2 separate regions of the Danio rerio genome follow, and region 1 is linked to region 2. A link is a contact called in public Micro-C data. All regions are on one chromosome and are shown on one strand. The core of a region is the stretch at or near the end of the contact, and the rest is flanking DNA. Distances in the headings are between cores, read along the strand shown. Region 1 holds the start of scn8aa (sodium channel, voltage gated, type VIII, alpha subunit a). Region 2 holds the start of stat6 (signal transducer and activator of transcription 6, interleukin-4 induced).

Region 1 (5,506 bases), core at 1,614-4,113, 220 kb after region 2:
CATGGGTGTGAAACGGATATCAATTGGATGAAAGAAGCGTAAACCTGCCTAAGCTGGTTTGTCAGTGTGTTTTAAAAGGGTTTTGGGCACTGGGCTGGGACTTCACATGTCAGACTTTTAGGTTCACAAAAAAAAATCTATGGATGCTGCAATTGACTTAACATGACATTTCACTGAGAAAGATAATTCAACATATAATACCTTCAAAATGTATACAAGCATGTGATATAATCCATTTATCGCTCAGTCACATGCCATCACTTGATATGAATTTGAGAATGAACTACATTTAACTACATTTTAACTTTAAAAACAAGCAGAAACATCTTGATAAGATTATTTCATACTTTCGATGAGGTTTATGAGTTTAATTTATTTCTGATATCCTACTTTCACATTCATATAAACGAATGTCAATGGAATAAAAGTGTAGTGAGAGCAACCTTTAAAGCAGTCTTTGTCTTTAAAACAAACAGGCAAAGCATCTGAGACTGGATTACCATCATTTATCAGCAATGAAACTGAAATTTATGACTACTACTTCATAGTAACTTAGTAAACTAAATTAATCATTTTCTAACTTAATTTTATAAGTTACGCAAGCTGTTCTAAGTCAGTTTAACTTAATGGTTTAAGTTCAATGGACTCATAAGGTTAATTTGATTCAGCCTAAAAATTTCAGGCAGCCAGGATTTTTTTTACAGTGTAAAATCAAACACCTTTCCAATTGGTCATTTTCAGTGTCTTCATGGTGCATGAGCAAAGGCTAATTTTACTAACAGGAGCTGTCCAATCAGCACCACAGTGCAAAAAGAACATTACAGTGGCTTTTGTAATGACAGACATGACCTGAATGATTATGTTTGAACATTACTTTATATACATTTCTGCACATTTGAACTGCAAATTTTGAGTTGCCTGTCCACACATTTACATACGTTCAATGCTAACTGGCAAATGTTTTGCTAGTTCTATAGCCACCATCTATAGCATCACAAACAAATTCAATTACGGCGATAACATTTTAGTTTGTATATTATGTAAATATGCTGTGCAACATCATCAGAAAAGTGTGTTATTTGATAAAAACATATCTTCCTTGTTTGAATAGAAGACATTTGTGTTTCATACCAGGTCATGTTTAATCATAACCAAGCCTGTATTATCTTTGACATTTTACATTACATTCAAATTGAAACCGTAATGATACTAAACAGCTCTTTATAGGAAACCTAACATATATCTAAGCATTATGCACTGCAATAAATGTGGTGAATAAATATATATTCCAGTGCAATCTTCCATAAGCAAAAAGCATAAGGATTAATGTTGTATCTGAGGGGGTTATAAAAGGGTGTGAGGGAATCCGTATCAAATGTATGAGGTGGGCCGAAACATCAAGCTCGAAATAACTGAGGGAAACTATATGGAGCTGAGCTGCACAGAAACACACGACAGCCGTATAAAATGTCAGATGGGTTATAGTAAAGCTCATTAACAGCAGACAGGACAAGGGTTTGTTCAGAAAGCATTGTGAATACAATTATATGTTCGTTTTCATTCATGTCTTTAAAGCTTTTAAATGCGTCTACATTAAATCGACATACACAATTCCTGTCAATAAATTATGTACAGCTGGACATCAATGCATAACATCCATCCCTTCAATCAAACATCTCGTAACAGGAACATCAAATTTCATCGTTTGTGTGACTGAATGCGCAGTGCTCCTACCTTGATTTCATCAATGTTCTGTCACGAAATCCATAGCTTAGCAGTACAACGATTTCCAGAACAACATAGGCTATTAGCGTTTTCCAAAACGTTTGTCACATTTTCCTCGGGTTCAGAAAGCGAATTTGGCTGAAAACGTACGTTTCTAAACAGCCAGACGACTTCGGAGATGCGGGCCGAAGCCACGGAGGAAAAACGGAAAATACTGCAGTGCTTTTTTTCGCTCTCTCCCGTCGTATTTACCCTTTTACATGCTCACCGCGAACATCTTACCAGTCACACAGCCTCATTTGACAGAAAATGTCTATCGTCTCTTCGACAACAGCTAGATATCTCGACGACGTTGTGCAAGGTTTCTGCTCGCGAGGAACATAAACAAGAAAATGTAGCACACCACACCCGTGCAACCTGCGTCCACCCTACAATCAATAAGCAGCCGAGCGTGTATTGCCATTTGAACGTCTTAATTACAATGGATCAGTTAAAACCCGTGCACATGTGCATTTTTGCTCATTTGCTCGGCTTGACATTTGATAAACAATGACATGAAGACCTTTATTCAGGGTGCAAAGCTACAGGCTATACGGATCACGTCATATCATGCAAAATAGAAATAACAGCACATATTGCCCTGCAAGAACATGTTTATATCGTATCATGACATGTTATTTGAAAGGGGGTATAAATAGACCCAATAACAATTGGGCTTATAGTAACTACCGAGCACTGATAAAGCGTCATTAGTTTTAATGGGATAAAAACCACAGTGCATATGGATATGATCGTGTAGCAGTAAACCCCCCTCAGCGTGCAGCATCCCTGCGACATTCATTGACAGTGCAATGACTTCAATCGCACCTCTAAACGCATCGCCAGTGCGTTATTTAAACATAATACTTACTATGATTGCGTTAGCGGGTATCCAAAAAATCCTCGCTGGACTGCAGATGTCGAATAAATTCGGAAGAAATTGCGGATGTCGCCATATTGTTGCTGCTACCTTCCTTCAGTGTGCACCGTTACCCTGCATAATTGATGACTCCCAGCAAAATGTAAGGGAGTGTCGGCCAATAGGTAGCACCGGTTCCACAATAAAAGGCGTTAATTTTAGTTGTCGTGTTGGGATCACGGTTAGATCGCTGTGCGAGAATGAGGTGTTGGGAAACTGAGGAATGACGGATTTGATCATATGCAAATCCTGTCTAAAGGGGCAAAAACACAGACCATGATTGAATATATAAATAAACGTTATATTTATAACCTGATTTAATAAATGTGTAATAAACACCTCTGTGGATAAAAATAATAAATGTAATAATTGTTTGTTTTTATTTTTACTATTATTATTATTATTATTATTATTATTAATGTCGTTTACATTAGCCTAAAAGTTCATTACGTACATTTTAAAAAAGCATTGTGTAATTTGCACTACCTAAACTGTGTTGAATTGCATGTTCTCTGTTGTCCGGTTATTTCAAAGCATTACAGTTTGAACTGTTACGTCACTCGAATAGCTAATAAATGTCCGTTGAATCAAATGATTCGTTTCTGCCTGCTTCTATCTCGCTGTTTTTTGTTGCTTTCTCGTTTAAAATGAGCCTAACATTCGTCTTAATTATAATTTGTCTGTTACCCTTTGGGATTGCAGGTATTTTAAAATTATCAAGAATTTCCCCACCTGGGAACATGGATTTTATTCACAGAGGGTCCAATTGTTAAACGAACTCCATTTTGATTTGTTTTTTATTTGAGAAACTTAGAGCCAAACATTTTCCAACAACATATTACTGCTGCATTAATGGCTTGATATTATTTACAGATAACTATTATTAATGGCTATGTAACAAAAAATATTATAAAGCAATTGATTCATGTTCTTGTTTGTTAAGGTTGTGGACAGCGAACTTTGGTGAGCCCGCCAAAACAGTCCCGAATTTCAGGGGGCCACTCTGCATTAGAGGGTGCTTGGCCTTGGCAGGTGAGCATTCAGCAGATGTTCTGGCATATTTGTGGTGGGTCCATCATCAGCCACCGATGGGTAATCACCGCATCTCACTGCTTCAAGAAAAAAAGGTGAGAACTTTGTGTTTCTCTTCCTTTATAACATGGAGCATACAGTATGTAAGCAGCTATCACATCTGGCTATTTTAGCTGCTAAACTTAGGTTCACCGGCCACTTTATTAGATACACCTGTCCAACTGCTCTTTACTGCACATTTCTAATCAGCCAATCACAGGGCAGCAACTCAATGCATGTAGGCATGTAGACATTGTCAAAACGACCTGCTGCAGAAGAAAAGTGTTTTAAGTGACTTTGAACATAACATTGGTGGTTAATGCCAGATGGGCTGGTCTGAGTATTTCAGAAACTGCTGGTCTACTGGGATTTTCACGCACAACCATATTTAGGGTTTACAGAGAATGGTCTGAGAAAAAGTAAATATCCAGTGAGCGGCAGTTCTATGGGCGCAAATGCCTTGTTGATGTCTGAGGTCGGAGGAGAATGGCCAGACTGTTTCAAGCTGATATAACGGCAATAGTAACTCAAACAACCACTCGTTACAATAAAGGTATGCAGAAGAGCATCTCTGAATAGCAGAAGACCAAACCGGGTGCTACTCCTGTCAACTAAGAACAGAAAACTGAGGCTACAATTGGCACAGGCTCACCAAAATTGGACAATTGAAGACAGAAAAAAAGTGCCTTGTTGTTTAATATATGCCACAAAGTATTAGGGCAGTTCTGAAGGCAAAAGGGGGTCCAACCTGGTACTAGTAAGGTGTCCCTAATAAAGTGGCCGGTATAGACCCAATAAACTAATATATAACCTAAAAAAACCTAATAAACTAATATATAAATATAAACTAAACTAATGTAATTGCAGTAGAGGTTCAGTTAGTTCAATAGTATTGGATGCTTACTACATAAATATCTGTAGGAACATAATGGCCAAACAATAATAGCAACTCTGTGCTCGCCAAAATAATATTTAATTACTGGTGTATTTTAATGTTTCATTTTGATTATTTTTCATTTTTAATAGAAACAACAATAAACTTCTAGTAGTGGCTGGAGTGAATTCACGATTCAAGCCAGGAAAAGAAGTGCAGTATCGCACTGTCCAGAAAGTCATCCTGCATGAGAAGTACAACCAATCCGAATATGACAACGATGTGGCACTGTTGTATCTGCACCACCCTTTCTATTTCACAAATTACGTGCAGCCGGTGTGCATACTGGAAAATCAAATGCATGAGAAACAACTCAACTTTGGGTTATGTTACATCACTGGATGGGGCAGTTCAGTGTTAGAAGGTTAGTGTTTAAATAAATAAAGTCCAAATCTCTGTATTAAAGGTACAATTCACCCAAAATTAAGAACTTCTCTAAGAACTTCTTCTAAGAACTTAAGAATTTACTCGCTCCGGGATGCAGATGGCTTTTATGCTTCGAGTCAGAACACTAAAGATGATTTTTAGCTGTAATTATTTCTGGTTTTGTAACCAGTTATAATCATGCAATTATTCATGTATTATTAAAAAAAAAACAATCATACCACATTTGATTAGCTTGTTATTCACAATTGCATATTAAAACTTAATAAGTTTAAATTTGACGATATAGTGTATAGTTCATAAGTTCACACAGTCAGTCAATATAGGCAGGGGCGTATTAACTGGGGGGGGGGGGGGGGGGGGGGGACAGGGGGGATAAGTCCCCTTCACTTTTAGAGACATTTAGAAACAGGTGATTAAGAATGTAAACCTTT
Region 2 (4,742 bases), core at 1,263-3,762:
TTAATTCTAAATTTGAACTCAGAATAAATTATAATGTAAATATTGCATACATTATTTATATCATATTATAATTCAATTCAATTATTCTTTATTTTGATAGCGGTTAGATTGTAAGAAGCTGAACATACTGTAGAAGTTTTAGTCAATTGAATTGAAAACGTGTCAGTCCAAACACTGAACAGCAAATCTACCGATGTGCAGCTCCACAAGTACTATAGTATAATATAATCCTCTGTTTCACTAACAATCTATGATAATCAATGTTTATTGATAAAAAAGAATAAGCAAAATAAAACTGAAACTGGTATATTCTAATGAAAAAAAGATTACATATGTATTGCACCTAATGTTTTGATGTCTGACAACCCCTTTTAATTTAATCCTTATATAGAAATACAGTACTTTATTCTTGTTGATGCATTCTGAGTATTTTTGCGTAAAATCATTCACTTTGCTCTTTAGCACTATCCTATAATGTTACTGGTGGCAGCAGCATGAAATCTGATTTTCTGCTAAATCTTTAACCTGCAACAGCACCCAATTTTACATTTGCTTTTATCTGTTTCTTTAAGGCATCAACCTGGCCTTAGACGTTTATCCCTAATTCTATTAAGACAGAAATAAAAAAACAAAGCATATAAAAATGATGATCAAGGGATATATTGGATAATGTGGTTTGGAAAAATCTGATTAGAAGAGTTTGAGCTTATTTGATTGACTGTCAAAATTATTTGTGAAACTCTAAGAGGAAACATGTGAGAATACTCAAGCATTACTTCCAAGGAAATTATCTGAAATGCACAATTTGTCAACCTTGTGCAATCTCACTGGTCAAAAGAGAAATAACTGCGATAATGAAAAGATTTGACTGCTCATTTTAGTTTACCTGAATGTTAATTCTCTATAAAAGGAAAATAGAAAACAATCTCTCAACCTAAAAAAAAAAAAAAAAAAAAAAAAAAAAAAAAAAAAAATCACACAAATACTTTTTCATAGACTATTGATAGAGATGTTAAACTCAAAGCAGCTTAGCATTCCAAGACCACTTATTTTGTCATTAATCAAAACTGCCATTAAAATCTATGATAGTTACACTACTAAACAAGACCAGTGTTCATATCTACAGTACAAAAATGCCTTGACTGACTGATCTTAAGTGTACACCAGGAAAAAAGGTACAAACTGTCATTGACGTTGTGCCTTTTCAAAAAGCACACAGATTCTTTAGGTGCTAATAGGTACCTAAAGTCAACAATAAGGACAATTTACATGTGTGGCTCTAAAAAGTGTTTCATCCCAATGACCGTTTTGTATTCTAAGTTTACACTTAAGATCAGTCAGATATACTTCTAATCTAAACACTGCCGTTGTGCAGTCATCCAATTACTACTCATATTAACACTATGACTAATAACTAAAAAAGACGCAAGCAAACAATTTGCTTCGCTGAAAAACTTGAAAAGCATCCGATATTTCTTTAGATTTAATTTGGGAAGACATTTTACAATTTATTCTGTACTGAAGTCTGTTCTTTCAAATTTCCTAATAACTGAATTTTAATTGTTTTAAATTTTATAATTAAAAATTAATACCAGCAAAAAACATCAACCATGAACAAATATATAAAAAATATGATTTGCTTCTAATTCATTTTGCACAGAAATAAACACACCACTAAGCCCACTAGTGCCTTTTAAAAGGCAGCCATTAGTATTCATTTAATATTTATGAAAAATAACAACATCCCTATCCCCAAGACTGAAACTGACACATGCAATGTTACAACAATAGTGAAAAGGGGTTTAAATCTAACTAGTGTACATTGAAAAGAACATAAAACACAGCCATTGGGGAACAGAAAGTGGGGCCTGGCTTCAAGCAGGCGCTCGTGCTGCAATATATGTTTTTCATTTTCAAACTAAACATGTAACACAGTGGACAGTAATATGCAAGTCCACTACATACAAGTAGGCCTTCTTTCCTCGCTAAATCCAGCAACAAGTTATTTACAGAAAATCTGTTAAATTTGTGAATTGTCATGAAGTTAATTCCTCTCGAGTGTTTTGTCAAGGAGCAAAGTAAATAAGTGACCATGCTATTTTGCCGTCGTTTGAGTATGCTCATGTTATAATGACATATCTAGATCGAATTTACATTAGAACTGAGATAAACTTCTTATAAAAGGATATTTCTCTTCATACGAAATCGTTTTGGTTGCTCGCTTCGCTCGAAAGCGGCTTTCGTGTACATATGAGGAAAGTGGGCTATTACAAAACTCATGTTTCCTCATTACAACAACATTCGGAGATAAACAAATTCGCTTCGCGATAAACTCACTATCCGCGGATTATATGAAACTTAAATACAATGCTGTTAAGGTGAAAACTTACCCGATTTCGACGCCAGCTCTTTAACACGCGTACAGATAAAACTCTTCGTCTTCCGTGTGTGTTTGTTGTTTTTTTCTGTCTATCCACCTACTTTCACTTTACAGTCGCACTGAAGCTGCTGCTTATTGGCCACACTGACGCAGCTCCTCTCCCAGGTGAATGAGAAGCTTTATCCCGCTGAACATCATTGGAAATATAGATGTGCTTTTAAATACCAATACAGCTAATAAAGTATACATAAAATTAAATGTGTGTGATAAAAAGTGCCTTGACGGGCTTGTTTTTCATTTAGTGGAGTGCCTTCATATTTTTGTGAGTATCTTTATATAGGCATGCATGTTTCTGTAATCACACTTCTTACTTTAATAAATTCAATAATTGTCCTAGTGTGTGTACATTGTTGTCTGAAATTTGCATTATTTTATTACATATTTTTTATTAATAATTTATTAATTTGACTTTAATATTCACTTTGAATTATATTGATATTACAATTATATATACATACACATACACACATATGCTGGGTTAGAATTTACCGTGTATATATAATATAAATTAAACTGATTTTTATGTGTTTTATGTGTATTATTATTTTTAACTGTTTTGAAAATCACAGATAAACCAGAAAAGGACAGAGAAAGTCAGCTGTGGTAACACGACCATTGACCACAGTGCAGACAAACACATCTACAGCTTCGCACTGGTTGTGTCTCAAAACCGAGATAGCTAGCGAGGTACAATTTTAGACACCACATGCCTGTTTAACAGAGGCAGCTTTCTATATTTCTAGGCAAAACGTCATTTGTAGGCGGGGAAACAACGCCATTTCTGCTCGAATCACTTGACTTCCAGTAAGGAGTTTCGAAAGGGGTTTCCGTTTCTCAAAGAGGCTCGATTGCTTTTGCGTTTTATTGTTATATCTTCTTTCCCATCGTAGAGAAAGTCACATACAAATGAGATATTGCTATTGTTTTAATGTACGAACAATAAATGGCAGCAGTGCAGTTTCAATACAATAACATTACGAAAATTTTTATTTTTTTAATTAAACAGGAAAAAACAACCATTAAAACCGAACCCAACCATCAATATATATTCGAATCCTTTAATAAACATCATTCTGAATGATTCCTACATTTGTGGGATCCCGTGAGCTGGAAAGTTGCCATGCCCAGATTTTATAAATATTGTTGTCTAGCCTATTTTATCCTTTACCTTGTTAATATTCTTCTTTGTTGATCGTTCCTAAGAAAAAATACAATAGTCTCGCATATAAATTGTTAAGTCTCCCCTTATTTTGTGCTTTCTTTAACATATTTCGTATTTTGTGTTTACCTATCTTTTTAGTTTGCTTGTTTTTAGCAGACCTGGCAACATGTCTTGGTTCACACCAGGAAGCGAGTCAGGAAACTGCCTCGTCATTACTACCACTGAAAACCCTTTATAATCTCACACCCACACCCAGAATAGCGTTTTCTTATTCTCGCCGAGATATTTGAGAAATATATGACTAGTGTAGGGGTGTAAAACTGAAATAAAACATGATTTACAAAAAAACTTAACGAACAAACAAATTAAATAAAAAACATCAACCACCAGAGGGCAGAGTAACACACTGTAAAAATCCAAGTGATCGGTGTTGAAGTAAATATTATGTCATAAAACCAAACGGTCTAAATCAGCGGTGTCCAAACTTGGTCCTGGAGGGACCAAGGCAGGTAGGTAACTTCCAGGCAACTTGGAGCTAAACTATGCAGGACACTAGTCTTCTAGGACTGAGTTTGGACATCCCAGGTCTAAAAGGACACTTTCCCCAAAATGTACAAGTTTTTGAAATGACATTAAATACACATCCCTCTTGTATATGCAGGAAAGGTAGTTTGAGTCTTCAGACATTCCTTACATCAAAGGGTATTAGCTGATTAATTTGGCCTGTCTGAGGGCTGTTGAGATCAGCACAATGCTGTTGGAGCTTCAGGGGTTGTTTTCATGTCCAGCTTAAACTTAAACAAAGTCAGATTTGACTTGATCAATCTCCTGCTGATAGAGTTTGACAGGAAAAGAGGAATTCTGAGCTAGCAAATGTTATCAATAAAAATGCCATAGCAGTTGTGCAAAGTGTTTAATTTCTATCACAACAAACCATTTACAGCAGTTTTAAAAGGTAACAATTGTGAAAATAAACAACGAAAGCAGTATATTGTTTTGTTAATGAAATGGTCCAAAAACTTAAAAAATAAATAAATAAATAAAAATAAAACAGGAACATATCTGTAGCACTGTTACAAGTCAAAAGTATTATTTTAACTTAAAATAACAGGTTTGTGTTTAAACATATTTGTGATTCAA

The links. Hi-C and Micro-C count contacts between places; a contact is called where the count stands out from the background.
Region 1: a Micro-C map of caudal fin shows a contact between it and region 2, with 2.8 times the contacts expected there. The contact joins the promoter of scn8aa here to the promoter of stat6 in region 2. A contact is called at or near these places in 1 of 18 Hi-C or Micro-C datasets (caudal fin) and 1 of 4 datasets of contacts at active chromatin or transcription factors (embryo).

The regions. Positions count from the first base shown.
Region 1 is chr23:30,262,709-30,268,214 of GRCz12tu, forward strand. It overlaps scn8aa (sodium channel, voltage gated, type VIII, alpha subunit a), which reads right to left and starts at 2,864. Exons shown (of 27, transcript NM_131628.1): 1 at 2,636-2,864. LOC110438336 (acrosin) reads left to right here and starts at 3,219. Exons shown (of 5, transcript XM_068216913.2): 1 at 3,219-3,385; 2 at 3,627-3,810; 3 at 4,781-5,052. The coding sequence starts at 3,259.
Region 2 is chr23:30,040,603-30,045,344 of GRCz12tu, forward strand. stat6 (signal transducer and activator of transcription 6, interleukin-4 induced) reads right to left here and starts at 2,513. Exons shown (of 21, transcript NM_001130590.1): 1 at 2,391-2,513.